Linked DNA regions of Mus musculus: region 2 is linked to region 1. Evidence: chromatin contacts called from public Hi-C data. All regions are on one chromosome and are shown on one strand. Each heading gives the region's core, a stretch centred on a gene start, on an enhancer-like site or on the middle of the called end of the contact. The rest is flanking DNA. Distances are from core to core; before and after follow the strand shown. Region 1 has its middle 46 kb from the start of Fchsd2. Region 2 overlaps Arap1 (ArfGAP with RhoGAP domain, ankyrin repeat and PH domain 1).

The links. Hi-C and Micro-C count contacts between places; a contact is called where the count stands out from the background.
Region 2: a Hi-C map of cerebral cortex shows a contact between it and region 1, with 12 times the contacts expected there. The contact joins two enhancer-like sites. A contact is called at or near these places in 15 of 39 promoter capture datasets (3T3-L1-derived adipocytes, the C10 cell line, cranial neural crest and 9 more), 4 of 15 datasets of contacts at CTCF or cohesin (embryonic stem cells, hippocampal excitatory neurons, large pre-B cells and 1 more), 41 of 484 Hi-C or Micro-C datasets (CD4 T cells, ECoMG-derived neutrophils, the G1E-ER4 cell line and 20 more), 10 of 115 datasets of contacts at active chromatin or transcription factors (acute myeloid leukemia, embryonic basal ganglia, embryonic stem cells and 5 more) and 3 of 9 other capture datasets (embryonic stem cells, liver and pancreatic islet).

What each region holds. Positions count from the first base shown.
Region 1 is chr7:101,060,601-101,064,328 of GRCm38.p6, forward strand. It overlaps the pseudogene Gm5735. Among named protein-coding and RNA genes, the nearest start is that of Fchsd2, 46 kb to the right of the region's middle. Within about 2 kb of position 1,756, at least 81 of the 459 cell types and tissues checked have an H3K27ac peak or open chromatin away from gene starts, as enhancers often do. A contact at or near this core is called in the G1E-ER4 cell line, cerebral cortex and cortical neurons, where this site is marked.
Region 2 is chr7:101,412,235-101,416,094 of GRCm38.p6, forward strand. It overlaps Arap1 (ArfGAP with RhoGAP domain, ankyrin repeat and PH domain 1), which reads left to right. Exons shown (of 34, transcript NM_001040111.1): 34 at 1-352. Among named protein-coding and RNA genes, the nearest start is that of Pde2a, 37 kb to the right of the region's middle. Within about 2 kb of position 2,212, at least 56 of the 459 cell types and tissues checked have an H3K27ac peak or open chromatin away from gene starts, as enhancers often do. A contact at or near this core is called in the G1E-ER4 cell line, cerebral cortex and cortical neurons, where this site is marked.

The DNA.
Region 1 (3,728 bases), core at 506-3,005:
TGGGCAAACGGGCATTGGTGGTATAAGAAAGCAGCGAGCAAGCCCCTGCCGAGCAAGCCAGGAAACAACATTTCTTTGTGGTTTCTGCTTTAGTTCCTGCCCCAACTTCCTTCCAATGAAGTGCTGTAAGCTGTAAAAAAAAAGAAACCCTTTCCTTCCCAAGTCGTGGTATTTCATCATAGCAACAGAGACCTATGTTAAAAACAAAACCAAAAAAACTTAGTGATGGAATCTGAACCTAGGTCTTCATGCTTGTCCAGTGTTCTCACACACGGAGTCACCAACGGAGTCTCACGCGGCTCAGGCTGACCTCGAACTTCCAACATAGCTTGTTACAAACTTGGCCTCCTTATCCTCCTTCCTCTACTTGCCTAATGCTGTTACCAGCATTTGCCAACGCACCAAGCTCTCCATGGGTTTCACAGCCTGTTCCTGAACTGAGTACCATTCACTCTTGCAAGACAAAGGTTTAACTCCAAATCCGTGACCTCTACCCTGCAGGTCCCCATCAAAGCATCCCTGATTCTCATCCAGTAGAGTGGTCCTCTACTATTGTGCCTGCGGCCTCTACTATTGCGCCTCCGGCCTGCCTGCATGGAATAGCTTTTTTTTTTTTTTTTAAGTTCTTCACATTTTTATTCTTTGTGCACAAAGACTAGCATGATTGGTTCTGCTTGGTAATCAGTCGAACAATCCATTCAAGGTCGCTTAGTCCAACTTAGTCCTTAGTCATTCGCGTACTGCCGGAAGCACTGGCGGCACAAGTTCAGCCCGTATTTGCGGATCAGACCGTGGCGGTTAGAGCAGACGCGGCAAGAGCGGGAACCCTGGCCGAACTTCCGTGGGTGACTCCAGTAGAGCTGCTGGTGACCCATCTTAGCATTTTTATCCCCAGTGCCCAGCTCATTCCTTCTATCCCCAGAGAGTTCTGAGTGGGATCTCCAGAGGGATTCAAGTCCCATGGATTGGACCCCAGGTGGCGCTGTCTGCCCGTGAAAGAGTCGAGGAAACCCAGAACCCGGAGCCTCTGGTCCCGGCAGCCAGCGATGAAACCTCAAATTCCAATCCTGCTTGTCCTCGCAACATCACCCCATGAAACATCATCCCACGCAACGCATCCATGCCTGGTTTATTCTCATTCTCTCTCTCTCTCTCTCTCTCTCTCTCTCCACCTCCCACTTCCCCAACCCCACTCCACCCGCCAAATGACAACTTTCAGGAGTTGGTTCTTCTTCCATCCTTCGGGTCCTGAGGAGCAAACTCAGGTTGGTTGGCTTTGCAGCAAGTAGCGTTATCCACTGAACCATCCTACCAGAACTCGGCGCCTGGTTTTACATTTCAGCATTTCAAGGCTGGATGCCAGAAGAAGTGGGTAACCCGCAGGCTATCCCAGCTGTTTCCTGGGGGACCTAACTTTCCCAGAAAATGGCATGAATATCGTTATTTCTTTCAGAATGCCACCTAAGTCTTTCTGAGGAGACGCTACTCCCCTATCTGGTACAAACCCTCTTACCTCCCTCCTTGTTGGAAAACATGGCTACGAAGTACAAGGTTCTGATTCTGAATCTAGCCCTGGTGTGCTCATTTCCCCAAGCTTTAGGGACCCTGTGTGTGACACGCAGACTAGCCCCAGCACTCTGGGCTACCAGTCCCCAGAATCTCTGCTGATTGAGAAAGGCAAGAGGTGTGGCCAGTCAGCATCTTGGCTAAGGGCAGGCTGCCCTGGAGTTGCCAGAAGGAAAACATTTTCCGGGAGCCGGAAGGGCTGGCAGAACCCAGGGCCGGGTGGAGAGACCACAATGGACCCTTGTGTGGTGGTTTAGCTTGGACTCACCCGCAGGCCCAGCTTCTAGGGCAGGGTGGGCCCTGTTTTCTGATCTGCAGCCAGACCCAGCTCCTAAACAACCCGCCCTGGGCCCAGACAGGAGCCAGAACTTTGCTTCAAGTCCAGAGGGTGTGAAGCACACAGGCCGGTGTCCAATGGCTTACTCTCCTCTGTCAGCCTTCCTGGAATCCTCCTGGCTAAAAAACTTCACATAAGCTTTGAAGGCCCATCTTCACAACCAGAAAGGCATCCAGCCCTGGGAGGTTTCTCCTTCAGGCCACCTAAGGGAGCTCAGAGCAGACCACGGTGTCCAGCCTGTGGTGACTTTGTTAATTATGCCTGGATTCTAGCCGGGCATGGTGGCACATGCCTTTAATCCCAGCATTTGGGAGGCAGAGGCAGGCGAATTTCTGAGTTTGAGGCTAGCCTGGTCTACAGAGTGAGTTCCAGGACAGCCAGGCTACACAGAGAAACCCTGTTTCCCAAAACCAAAAACCAAAAACCAAAAAAAAAAAAAAAAAAAAAAAAAAAGCCCAGAGTCCATCTTCAAGGCTTAGCTTCTCTACCCCAGGAAGCCTCAGTTTCCCCCTCTGCCAAGAGAGTTGGTAATTCACATCTGAGGGACAGAGATGCTGAGAGGGTATTTGAAGTGTCTGGCCTAGCCTCTGTCTCAGGAAAACACCCACCCAAGCCAGGCCAGACGGCTTGTGGCAGCCTGATGGTACTGTCAGAGATCAGGCCCTGGGCTCTGAATCTCCTCTGAAGCAGCGGACAGGAAGTCCTCCAGAGCACCCTGTGGACTGTACCCAACAATTCCCTTCTCTGAACCTTGAACTAATCATGCTTCAGGACAAAGGTCCTGCCCTTGTAAGCCTCTGAGTTGTTGCTGGGGACCCTAAAATTGCCAGGGTCCCACAGGCTCCTTCATATCAGCCATCACTGATTTAATCACAAAGGAGGTCTGGAGTTGCAGCTCAGCTGACAGAGGGATGAGCTAGCACAAAGCTCTTTAACCAGCACCTTTTAATGTTGGCTATAATGGTCTCAGAAACAAAATGTAAACAAACAAAACTGCCTTAAGTAGGCAATGGTGGCCTGTGCCTTTAAGTCCAGCACTCAGGAGGCAGAGGCACGCAGATTTTTTGAGTTCCGGGTCAGCCTGGTCTACAGAACAAGTACTAGGACACCGGGGATACACAAAAAAGAAACCTTGTTTCAAAAACCCAAAACAACAATCACACACACACACACATGCACACGCACACGCACACGCACTTCCTTAAGCATAGAAAGAGATCATACTTGAAGGAATTGCCGATAAGCTGATAACAGCCTTGCAGATGTCTCACGTTTGTTGGAACTTATTATGTAACACAGCCTGGCTTCAAACTCGTGACAGTTTTCATGCTTATGTGCTGACCTCCCAAGTGCTGGTATTGAAGGTATGAGCCACCACGCCCCACACAAATTGCTACTATTTAGAACAAGGAAATTAAAGGAGAAATACGAGATGTTGCACTTGGATCAAGTTTTAAAAGGGTTGAGATCTGAGAGGACAGGAACATAATGAAATGCAGAGATGTAGATTTCATGTCAGGCTGTGTAGCAGAACAGAGAACCTAGAATGTAGCGGGTGATTCATGTTGGCTGCTCTTTGGCACTTTGGACACATTTCTTAGGAATGTCAGGACCACAGGCTCAGCCCAGGTAAGCAGACCCAAAACAGGTCAAATGGTCATTATCCCTTCAGCATAAATAAGGCTGTGGCTTATTAATTCTAGGGCTATGAAGACAGTGACTTTGTGCCCCAGTGGAAATCATGGAGCTATCTTAGGTTTGAGTAAGAAGGCCAATAACACAGAGGACTGCTTCTGTTGCTAAGCAGTAAGAATGTGTTAGCAAG
Region 2 (3,860 bases), core at 962-3,461, 350 kb after region 1:
GGCCACAGTGCATACCACAAGCTTTGGAGGACTGTGAAGGGGGCTTTACCCTGGGCACTATGCGTGTGCTTCCAGAGTGGAGTCTGCCTCTCACATCACAGGGCATCGCCTTCAGAGGGAAGTGCTGACCTACAGAGGTCACCAGCTACTCAAAGACAGACTGGAGACTTCTGGGAAAGTGCTAAGCTTCTGCCTTCTCTGGAGTCTCATTGCCACCCTATCTCAAAGGCTTAGTGAGCAGACTTGCTGGTGTCCTGTCCTTAGCCTCGAAAGGGGCAGAGCAGAGCTGGATAAGACTGGGGTACCTGTGCCATCTGTGACCCCCCCATCACCTATAAAGCTCTGAACCCCGGCTGTGCCTTCCTGTCAGTTCTTGATGCCACAGGTCCTAGCCATAGGCCTGGCACCTCAGTCCTGGCTTACCAAGTAGGTGGCCCCAGTGGGGACCTGGATGTACACCTGGACATGTGTCCTGGGTGTTTGCCAGGAGACAGCACACGATCCTTGAGCTCTACTAACCTGTTGCACAAGCTACGGTCCCCATCCCTTTGTCCTATCTTCAGGGAGCTGCTCCAAGCCAAATTATCATGTCCTCCAGGCAGGACATGGCTAGAGGGCTTATGTGCCCAAGAGCTGCTTCCTCCCTGAACTTGATCTACTGTCCACCAACCCCAGAGACCAAGGAAGAGGGTACAACTAGAGGTGCCCTCTGCTGGTCTGGCACTGTCATTACTCTGGTTTAGGGATTAGCCAGAGGGGAGCTGCATTTGGCCACTAGGGGGCAGTCATGGACCACTCATAGTTGCAAATTTTGAGCAGGGTCTGTGTAACACCTCCTAACCCTCCCTACACCTGCAACACTTCCTCCCTCCCTCCTCTCCTTCCCCTCCCAGTGATATTCCTGGATCTGGCTTTGTTCTTCTGCCAGCTGGACCACTCAGCCCTGCCTCTGGCCAGCAACTAGTGATGTGTTGTAAGACAGCACAGTAGAGGTGCTTTGCTTTGATCTCCTGGGCTCTAGGACATGAGAGGAGCCCTTCGCCCAATGCCTACAGAATGCAAACCTAAGCCTGAGCCTCTGCTCTCAGCTTTCCCTGCCTGACATTAGAGTCTCCTCAGCTTTCCTCCTGCTCTTAGCCTGTTCTCCCCTTTTGTGAGCGCTCCCCGTAGCCAGCACTATGTGACACTGTAGAGTGCTTTCCCTTGGCGTGAGGTCACATCCCTGCAGGATTGAGACTCAACCTTCGTGAAAAATACCTGTGACTACAGTGTTGGGGGGGGGGGGCAGAGCAGAAGGTTCTGTTGTCTCAAGGATTCCTAATACTGGAGCCAGTGCCAGAAGGGAGGGATGCACTTGGTACTTTAGGTTGCTTGGGATGGGAGGAGCCCAGAGTTAGGGGTGGGAGCCTGAAGGAGGAAGGACTTCCTGGAGGAGTGTGGTTGGGGGTGGGATTGGATGTTGGGGAGGAGAATAGGGAGGGAACTCTGAGAGAAAAGGCTGTAGTAGGGCACAGCCTGGGCACCGAGCATTGCTGGTGGAGTGTTGGGGAAAAGTGGGCAGGGTAGGATATGGGGCAGAAGAGGGCTGGGGTATCTGCCTTTCTCTCTTCTGGCTCCTTCATTTCAACCCTCCCACTCTGCATGATATCCAGCAGTGAGGACCCAGGAACCCTTGGCTCCAGGGAGCTCTGGGTACACAGGCTGTAGTGAGACAGGTGGGGGTAAAGCTGGACCCTGCTACCTCCGTACTAACCCTGGGGCTGGAGGGGGCATGGAACCTCTTTCCTACCCCCTGGCTCTTATTGCTGCCTGCCCACAGTTCTGTTTTGGAAAGCATAGATGGGTAGGCAGATATCCTTTATAGTCCACGTGGCTTTGACAGTTACTTAGATCTCTGATCGTCTGTGTGCTCTCTGTCCTTTGGAGCTAAGCTGCATCCCGATAGCCTCCTGGGAACACTGAATGAGCAGGCGCAGGTAAGTGTGAAGTGCCAGCCGTGCCCCTTGCTAGTCTTCCTAGATATATCCGCAGTGACATCTTTGTGACATACAGGAGAAGAGCTTGAGAGGTTCAGCCAGCACTTAGTGACTACTTCCTGTGTTCAGCCCTCACTCACCAAGCACTTGTTGAATACCTGCTGTGTGCAGAGCTTTTGCCGCACACGTGGGGCAGATGAGTAAGTGGTGTGGGGGAGGAGGAAACCCTTGAGGAGAGAGGATGCTGCTCAGAGGGATTCATGAAGGGCTCATGTCCTGAAGCCTGGAGGGTAGGGGATGCTGAAGAGAGACAGACAAATGTAGATGGCCTGAAGTAAGGACCTGTTGTAGCTGGATCTTAACACCCATGCAACCCCAGGGCCTCACACCCTCAGCACCAGACACCCTAAGGCCTCCCCTCCACACCCTAGCTGTCAGGTCTTAGCTCTACTGGCTACCTAGGAGACACGACTACATCCCTGTCTAATGGGCCCTTTAGGATCTTGTCCCTACCAGAAAACAGCATCTTTTCTACTACTTAAGTACTTAGTGACCTGAATGACCCAGATCCTACTCTCAGACTGTGTGACTGTTTCTGTCTCACTGACACACATGCATGCACGTGCGCACCCACACCCACACAGAGCTGGTCAGAATCTCCCTGCCTCTCCTGTCAGGGAATGCCTTTGGATTCTTGTTCCCAGTGTCCATGTTCTATGAAAACATGGGGAGGATTTGTACCCAGCTAACCAACCAGGGGGATGGCTCCTTGAAGAGCTCACTGGCCCTGGCATGTGCCCTCCTCTATGCTACTTTCAGCCTGTGGAAATTTCCACACTTCCTCTGCCCTGGTTACAGCTCCTACTGCTGTATTTATCACCCTGGAGACACAGTGACACAGGCCACAGGCACACACTCATGCTCTGCACACACGTGCCTGCACACCTCAGCTTGCACTGCCATAACTCAAGTGCATCACACACACACACACACACACACACACACAGAGCACGTGGAGGAGGGACATCCACACACAAAGAGCTCTCTAGGAAAATTGTTCTCCCTCCTGCTGCTGCCCCTCCCCCACCTCCTCCTCCTCTGTTCTGTCCGCCCACCCCCACCCACAGACCAAAGAGCTGGGCCTGAGGACTGTACCTCCCACTCCTTATCAGCTGGGAGGCACTCTGCCTGGTGACTTGAGTGTGCCCTCCCTCTTGCCATTCCGCCCTCCCTCCCCCCTCTGCCACTCCCCTGCAATCTTGACTGTCTTCTATGCATAAGTCCCCTCTTTGTCACTCTTTTGACTCTGAAGTGGAAACTGTCATTCTTCTCTGCTTTGTCTCCCGGAGGTTCAAGTCGAGGAACCCCAAGGATCCAGGCAGAGAGATAGACTAGGAGGGGGTGCCAGGAACCCACATCTCCTCAGCTCCTGTCACCTTCAGCCCTCCTCTTGATGAGGGGAGGGCTGTGTGCCTGGAACCATGGAGACCAGTGAGCGTCATGGCAACACAGTCTGGGTGGGCACAGCCTTCCTCCTCCGGGGTTTGGGGGGGTGCGTAGGAGGAACCCCATGGGCCTGATGGCTGTGGGCCTTGTGCTGGTGCCCAGTGCTGGTCACCGCATCTGCCTGCAACCTGTTCTAGTCCTACCCCTCCTTGACTCACTGCACTGTGGGCTGCAGGACTCGAACGAAGGCTCTGATGCTCCCTGGACACTGCAGGAAAGATACTGCAAACACCAACAGAGCTCAGGGGCTTGCCTAGGGCCCCACAGACTTCATAGTTGGCCACCCATGTCAGTTTACTCAGGGCAGAGAAGTCAGCTCAATGTGAGTTTGGACTCCCTGTGAAACCCCCAACTAGCCCTTTGCCTTGCCAGTGAGGA